Regions from separate parts of the Mus musculus genome. Here region 2 is linked to region 1. The links are chromatin contacts, called in public Hi-C maps. All regions are on one chromosome and are shown on one strand. Each heading gives the region's core, a stretch centred on a gene start, on an enhancer-like site or on the middle of the called end of the contact. The rest is flanking DNA. Distances are from core to core; before and after follow the strand shown.

Region 1 (4,161 bases), core at 367-2,866:
AGCCTACTCTCCAGTCCTCTCTAGATGATCCCTAGACTTTCGGTAGCTCAATTTCCTCAACAACCAAGAGTTGGTCTAGCAAACAATCCGCCTCATCCGAAGCCCTCAAGTTACACAACTGAGAGAAAGAAGGTGCCAAGTTTAGGGAGGCAAGCAAAGACCAAGTCAGGGTCAGATGCATGCGAGCGGCTTAATTCTTAGTTTAGTATGTTTTCCACCGCTTCTTTCCACGGGCCAAGAAACCTCCCGACCCGCCAGAGTCAAGGCTAATTGCTTCAGGGATGAGGCTGGACTTGTGCAGACCAGCTCTGACCCAGGGCATTTCTCTTAGGGTATTAACAATGCTTCTGACCTCCCCTGGGCGGCAGGAAAGGTAGGAGAGCCCCAGGGAGCCCACATCGCACACTTTACACAACCAACCATACTGCTGAAAACTAAGTACTACACTTAATTCACACGTTTCAAAAACCACTCCGTTTTTTACCTCCTTGGGTAAACCATACCCTACACAAGCCATATTCCAACATCGAAACAAAGGGCTGCCGAGCCACCAAGAACTCTTCAACTCTTTCGGGATAAGTAAGGGGCAGACACACTTGGCTCCTATCTGTTTCCGCCTCTCCCAATTACACAAAAAGGAACAGCTGCTGGTGCAGACAGCAGTGACTAAACTATTGTGTGTGGCACAATCTTAAAGCCCTCTGCAAAAGGAAACAGCCTGAGGGGAGTCACTTTGAGAATGAAGAAACCTAGCAAGGGCCCAACTTCACTCTCAATCAGGAGACTATACAAGCAAGTCACTGCGCTCGCCAACCCTCAGGGCTACTTTCACTCACAATATAACTTACTATCAGAATGTCAAGCGGCTGAAAGTCGCAGGCCACGCTACCAGGCACCGTAGGAAAAGCTACAGTTTTCCCATTAGAAACAGTGCCTTTTGTACAGCCTACTCCAGCTAAAAGGACTCGTAAATCACTTGGAAAGAAAGTCCCTGCCCCTCTGACCCAATCTCAACGGCTAGCGCGGCTTCCCCAGGCAGAAGCGACGGGGTCCTCCGCCGCTAGCCGCCCCCGTCGGCCTCCCAGGCCACGGCGCCACGCGGCAGGACCCCGACCCCGCGGCCCAGGCCCCGCCCGGCGGAGGCAGCCGCGCGCCCCTTACCTCATGCTGTAGGCGCCGGCGCCCAGCTCCTGCCCGATGCCGGACAGGCTGGAGTCGAAGTCGTGCACCAGCCCGGACTCGATCACCTCGTCCATACTGAGCACCCAGGCCATCTTCCGGCCTCGCCGCCGCCCCGCGCAGCGCGGCCTCCGGGTCCGGGGCGAAGGCGCCCGAGCTCCGCGGGCGCGTCCTGAGGGAGGACGCGGGTGAAGCCTCCGGCGGCGCGGCGAGTGGTCACCTGCGGCGGCGCGGGACGCGGCTGAGACGAGAGCGGCCGAGGCCCAGCTGTCAGGGCACAGCGTGCGGGCCAGCAGCTGCGGCGGGAGCGACCGGGCCGCGAGCCGCGCCGCCCTCCCGCGGCCGCCGGCCCCGCGCCTCATGCCGCCGCCCGCCCCCGGCGCCGCTCCCGCGGCCGCCGCCCGCCCCGCCCCACAGCCCCAGCGCGCATCCCCCCGGCACGCCCGTCACCCGCTCCCGGGCCGCGCCCCCCCCCCCCCAGCCCTCTGCCCGCCCGCCCAGGCTCCAGCGCCCCTTCGCCCCGGCCAACCCCGCCGCCGCCGCTCCGCCGGCCCGGACGCAGCTTCGATGCGGCTCCGGCTTGGGCTCGCTCGCCGCTTCCGCCTCCTCCTCCGGCCCCGCCCCTGCGGCCGCTCCCCTCCCAGGCCCGCCCCTCGCGGCCCCGCGCCTCGCGGCGGCACTAGCGCCTGGGCCGAGCGGCGCTGCCCGGCCCCCGCGGTGTCGCGGCCTGGCGGCGGAAGAGGTGTGACCGGTTACGCTCGGCTGACTGACAGGTCTTCTGGGCAGTCACGGCGAAGCGGCCGGAATGGATTCCCGTGAGCCTCTGCGTTCCCGGCTGAGCCACCAATCAAAACGCTCTTCCCCTCCGGGACTAAATTGACTGCCATAAGTAAGAGCTCATTGGCCCGCACTGGAGGAAGTGGTTCCAGGTCCTACTTCCGTCGGTTCTGGGAAATACCCTTTCGTCGGCTTTTGCCCCCGCTCCAGAGAAAAGCGGGTACATCTCGTCTGATGTAAGCTAGGTCTGTTGTGCAGAAGATCTTGATTGGCAGGAGAATAAGCCAGTCAGCCCTCCCTAAAAGGTCCCCGCCCCTCTCAACTCAACTTTAATCCGGAGGCAGAAGCATGCTGGTCTGAGTTCGAGGTCAGCTTGGTCTACTTGGCGAGCTCCGGCTGAATCAAGGTTATATACAAGGGCTTGTCTCAAAACAAAACAAAGCAAATTTGCAGAGCCCAGAAGATCTGGTGACGCACATAGCACAAGAGTGTGTGACACCCTCGTTATTCCTTAATCATGTGCGCTAACACAAACCATGCAAATTGCTGTGAGAGTTAACGTGAAGAAAACTAGTGTTTTTCTAAAACAAAAGACAACAAACAAACCCGGGAGGTTATGGTTCAGGTAGCACGAAGACAAAACAAACAAACAAACAAACAAACAAACAAAAACCACACACACACACACAGATACCCGCAGCAAAAGACAAAGAATACACTAAGCATAGAGACTTCCTATCTATGCCCAAGTGCTCCCTTTTACTGCTTCATGGAAGTCTGTGTCTGGGTATCCCTAACAAGCTTTGAGAAGAACTGCTCCCTCCAAGCCGGCCCTCGATTATTGCTTTTTTCACATAATATTGTTTCCAAAGGATTCGGATGTGGGTCCAGCAACGTTCATTTGACAGGTTTATTATTAACTGTTGGAAATAACGGGGGAAGGGGGAGTAATTCTCTGATTCTTGGGACAAGTGTAATTGTGCTATCATTTGTCTCTTTAATCAGTTTATGCACTAGAGTACTCACACATATGTAGAAGCACAGCCTCTGAAAGCTAACATTTGCCAACATCTAAGGTCAGGGCCAGGGTGATGGGGTGTGCTCTTTGTCCCAGTGCACTGGAGGACTGGGCAGGGAAGAAATCTCTGTGAGTTTATAGAAGCCTGGTATTCACAGTTGAGCTCTAGGCCAGCCAAGACCCTGCCTTAAAACAGCAAGGACTTTCAGGTTAATTCAGCTCACAGCTCTACTGAAAGACCTGGTGACAGAAATTATTGGAACTAGATTTATTCAAGACCATACCCAAAGAAAATGACTTTTCTCTGTCAAACATTCCTCTTTGGAAACAGGTTGAAATGGTGCATGCATGTTGTCTCAGTGGGTTTCTATTGCCACAGAGAGACATGACCATGGCAACTCTTTATTTAATTTAATTTAATTTAATTTTATTGAGTGTATGGTAGAAGAATGAAAATGGGTCAAAAGGGAGGGAAGGAGGGAGAGAGGGAGAGAGGGAGGGAGGGAGATCTTTCCTATGCTGGGACGATCCATGCCTTGGGAAGGAAGGCAGCCAAATGGGTTAGTGCATAGTCCGATGTGGTACTTTATCCAAAAGACTTTGGTTCTGGCCTCCCATTTTATTCTCGAAGGGCAGTCTGGGAACCCTCTTCCTCCATGATTGTTCCCCACTGTGGATGGAGCGTGCGTGTGTGCGTGGGTTATAAAAAACAGAAAGCAGGAGGAACTGGCCGACCTCCTTATCGCTTAAGAATTTTAAGATGGCCTGGAGAGATGGCTTAGTGGTTAAGAGCACCGATTGCTCTTCTGAAGGTCCTGTCTCATGACGGTCTAAACCCAGCTCACGTTCCCTATTAGTGGGTGAACAATGACCATGGCAACTCTTATAAAGGGTTTCTCTGTGTAGTCTTGGTTGTCCTGGAACTCATTCTGTAGACCAGGCTGGCCTTGAACTCAAAGATCCACATGTGTCTGTCTCCTGAGTGCTAAGATTAAAGGCATGTCCCAGTTAAAGGAAAATATTTCACTGAGGCTAACTTACAGTTTTGGAGGTTTAGTTTGTTACATCATGTCTGTCGAGAAGCATGACAACATACAGGCAGACGTGGTGCTGCTGAAGAAGGAACTGAGAGTTCTACATCTCGATCTCAGGCAGCAGGGAGACACTGTGTACCACACTGGGTGTAG
Region 2 (3,756 bases), core at 1,086-3,585, 1.4 Mb before region 1:
TTCTCTTTCTTTTCTTCCTCTGAGCCATCCTTTCTGCGGTTCTGCTTCCTCGGGTAACGCTCCCATCCGGTTGTCCATCAGTCTTCCCTGGACTGCTCCTCCAGTGTTTGCCACAGTTTACACAGCAGGCGTACCTGGAGCTGACTGACGTGGGTGGGAGGACAGGACCACTGCTCTCCAGTTCCCCGCTAGAGTACGTCCTCATGCTTTCCCACGGGCTCCTTCTTTGTCCTTGTCCACATCATGACCCTGAGTTTCCTTATGTTTCTGAACCGTGTTCCGCAGTGTTCTCAGATAAACTCACTTTATATTAAGGAGCCACGCAAGTATGAAGACTTCAGTTTGAATTCCCAGAACCATAAAAGGCTGGCTATGACCGCAGGTGCCTATAATCCCAACGCCCTGAGGCAGTGGTTCTCAACCTTCCTAATGCTGTGACCCTTTAATACAACTCCTTGTGTTGTGGTGACCCCCGATTATAAAAATTATTTCTGTTGCTACATCATAAGTGCCATTTTGCTACTGTCATGAGTCACCATGGAAATACTTTTGGAGATAGAAGTTTGACACAAGGATCAAGACCCACAGGTTGAGACAGGAGGCTAACCTGGTGTGTCAAAAGGACCAACATCTGAGCATGTAATTTGACCTCCACATGCTATGCCTTAGTACATGTATGCCCACTCTCACACACAAAGATGAAGGGATGGTCCCACACAGGTGACTTGTGTTTTATAATTTATTGTTAATTGTTTCTACTCCCCTTCACATGGGGCCTCCCGCGATTAAACAGCCAAGAGGAAGAAGACAGAGAAACTCATCAGGGAACATCTGCAACACCAGAGACACCCAAAATGTCTAAAATGAGAGTCGTCAGATAAATTCTGTTATTTTAGATTAATAGAACATTGGCTCATGAAACATGGGCAAAAATAAACGCTGCCATTTTAATGTGCACTTTTCTGAGAAAGGCCATGTCACCTCTTTGTTCTAAGGGATTGGTTAATATTCCACTATGAATCTCATTAAAATTTACATGTTTAATAAATGTTGGATATTAAAATGGTGGTGAGGAGGTCTATTTATGGAAGCTGTTCATTTTCCCTGATGAGAGTCTATTTATTTTTATAAGGAAACCGGCAAAGTTAATCACCAGGTTGGGAGTGGCTGAGCCTATTAGTTAGGTACATTTGTTCATTTACCTAACCTTTGACAATGAGCAACGGAACATAATTTTATTTTGCAAATTTACAGGACTTAATCTTTACACACATTTTAAAGATTCTGGTGTTCCCTAACAAGATGGACAGTTGTGAATGTACACGAGAAACCAGTGAAATATTAGCCGGCCCTTGTTTCTACATTAACCTCTGTACCTGCCAAGAGGGCTTCTAACACTGCAATGACCCTCCGGATCTTTAGTTCTGACTTTTGTCCTTTTGGGGATGGGCGGAGCTAGTTGTGGAGGAAGGAGAAGGTACAAGCAAACTGCCCCAGACAAGGAAAAGTTCCTACGTTTCAGTTGGCTAGAGTGAAAATTGGGCAATAGCTAATACAGTCCAGGAAAAGTTAATTTGGTGACGGAACGTAGGCAGGTGTAAATAATGAATTCTTGCAGTCAAAAGATTGAGCTGCAAAAAAAAAAAAAAAAAAAAAAAGTCCTGGAGAACACAGCAAAAAGAATGTGACATTTATGTGTGTGTCCGCCTGGCTACATCTTACTGCAGCTCGGACGACATCTGCCCACTCCAAGTTTTCAGAGCAGCAGGGCGGGGACAGAGAATGTAGCGACCCAGCCACTCACTCTGGCACGTTCAGCACAGCGGCTGGACCCACGCGCCTAGGGCCCCGCACCGCGCCTGCGCGCCCCGTCACGTGGCGGGCGCCCCGCGCTGAGCGGGTTAAAAGTCACGGCCGCCGAGCACCCGGCCAAGCCGTGCTCTCTGTTCCTTCGGTCGACTGGGACGTGGGACCTTCTGCTGCTCGAGTCGGAATCCGCGCGGGGAAGCGAGCCGAACCTCCTGGTGCCCTTCCCCAGGGCCCCGAACGGGCTCGCGCGCGAAACCGCGTCTTTCAACTGACAATGAAATCGTAGCCACGGCCGGCGGCGAATAGGCGGGAGGCCGCGAGGCGGAGGGGGTGGAGGGCCATTCAGCCGAAGCCCCGCCCAAGGCCCCGCTCGCGCTCCTATTGGCGCACGCCGCCATTCCGGCCCCGCCCCTTAACGGACCTGTCGCTCTGTGACAGGCGGAGGGGCCAGTTCCTGTTGGGCGAGGGGGCGGAGTCAAAGGTTGCCTGAGCTCCGCCCGGACTCCAGGGGGCTCCTCCCCTTTTGTGCTCCTCGCGGCTGGGCGGGCGGGGGAATGTCATTGCCGCTCCGAGCCGCCGCTCCTCTGGCGCCCTCGTCCCGTCGGCTCTCGCCGCCACCGCCGCCTCCTCAGCCGCACGGGGGACACGGATGGCTAGTGGGGCGCAGGGGCCTTTTGGGTTGAGACCGCGACGGTCGCGGCCACTGTTGAGGCGGAGACTTCGGATCGCTGCCGCCTCCACCACCCCCAGTGTCCCGGCCTCGCGGTGCTGAGGGCGGGAGCGCGCCCAGCTCTTCCTCCGCCTCCGCCTCCTCCTCCTCCTCGTTGTCGTCGCCGTCGCCCTCCTCCTCCTCCTCTGGGTCTCCGCCCAGCACCCCTCGCTCCAGGCGGCGGCGGTGGCCGCGGAGGACGAGCGAGACCCGCCGCCGGGGCACAACATGGCGGAGCCCTCGGCCCCGGAGAGCAAGCACAAGTCGTCCCTCAACTCGTCCCCGTGGAGCGGCCTCATGGCTCTGGGGAACAGCCGCCACGGGCACCATGGGCCCGGAACCCAGAGCGCGTCCAGGGCGGCGGCGCCGAAGCCGGGGCCCCCCGCGGGGCTGTCCGGGGGCTTGTCGCAGCCGGCCGGGTGGCAGTCGTTGCTCTCCTTCACCATCCTCTTCCTGGCCTGGCTGGCCGGCTTCAGCTCGCGCCTCTTCGCCGTCATCCGCTTCGAGAGCATCATCCACGAGTTCGACCCGTGGTGAGTGTGCCCGCCCTTCCCCCGCAGGCAGCCCGCGGTCCCCGTTTGTCTGGAGCCCCTCGGATCCCACCCGGTCTCCCGCGGGCCGGGCCGGGCGCGCCCCCTGCCCGCTTGGCGAAGTTTGCCTGGGAGCGGAGCCTGGGTCCTCGGCCGCCGGGGTGGGCCGGCTCCGCGCGGCGCCTCTTCGCCGCCGCGCCCCGGCTTGCTCCGGGGGCCCCCTTCCCCACGCCCTCTCCGCCGCAGCTTTGCGCCTTGTTGCATTTTATTTCATTTCTCTCCTTCCTGCCATCGGAGCAGCCCCGGGATTGCCTTCTGGCTGCTGGTGGTGACTGGAACCCCTTGTCCGCTCAGCCTCGCAGTTTCATGCTTTCTTTCCGGGAGAGTGGAGTGTTAGAATGTAGGGGGGGAAAATATTATCCCGAAAGCGAGCGCAGTGGTAGCGCCTCGTGTTTTTCCAGCACCAGGTATTTTCCGGAGTGTCTCTTTCCCCCCTAAGGCCCTTAAGTGCTCTCAGCTCGCCACACTATTTGCACAGTTGTATTGCGTTGCTTTTTAGAGCGAGATCGTTTTTCTGTTAGCTGAACTCTCACCCTCGTTGTTGCTACAATATCCGACTGGGTTGCATGAGTTCTTTTATTGGTGTCTGCTGGAAGGTCTGTGGAGAAGAGAGCAAGCCGTACCACAGTGCTGAGAGTCTAGATTGTG

The links. A called contact is a pair of places that touch in the nucleus more often than the background predicts.
Region 2: a contact with region 1 is called in a Hi-C map of erythroblasts, with 6 times the contacts expected there. The contact joins the promoter of Stt3b here to the promoter of Ubp1 in region 1. A contact is called at or near these places in 1 of 39 promoter capture datasets (erythroid cells) and 1 of 484 Hi-C or Micro-C datasets (erythroblasts).

The regions. Positions count from the first base shown.
Region 1 is chr9:113,928,767-113,932,927 of GRCm38.p6, reverse strand. Ubp1 (upstream binding protein 1) reads right to left here and starts at 1,616. Exons shown (of 16, transcript NM_001372510.1): 1 at 1,162-1,616. The coding sequence starts at 1,274. Gm39439 (a long non-coding RNA gene) reads left to right here and starts at 2,002. Exons shown (of 4, transcript XR_003948257.1): 1 at 2,002-2,201.
Region 2 is chr9:115,309,047-115,312,802 of GRCm38.p6, reverse strand. It overlaps Stt3b (STT3, subunit of the oligosaccharyltransferase complex, homolog B (S. cerevisiae)), which reads left to right and starts at 2,335. Exons shown (of 16, transcript NM_024222.3): 1 at 2,335-3,051. The coding sequence starts at 2,747.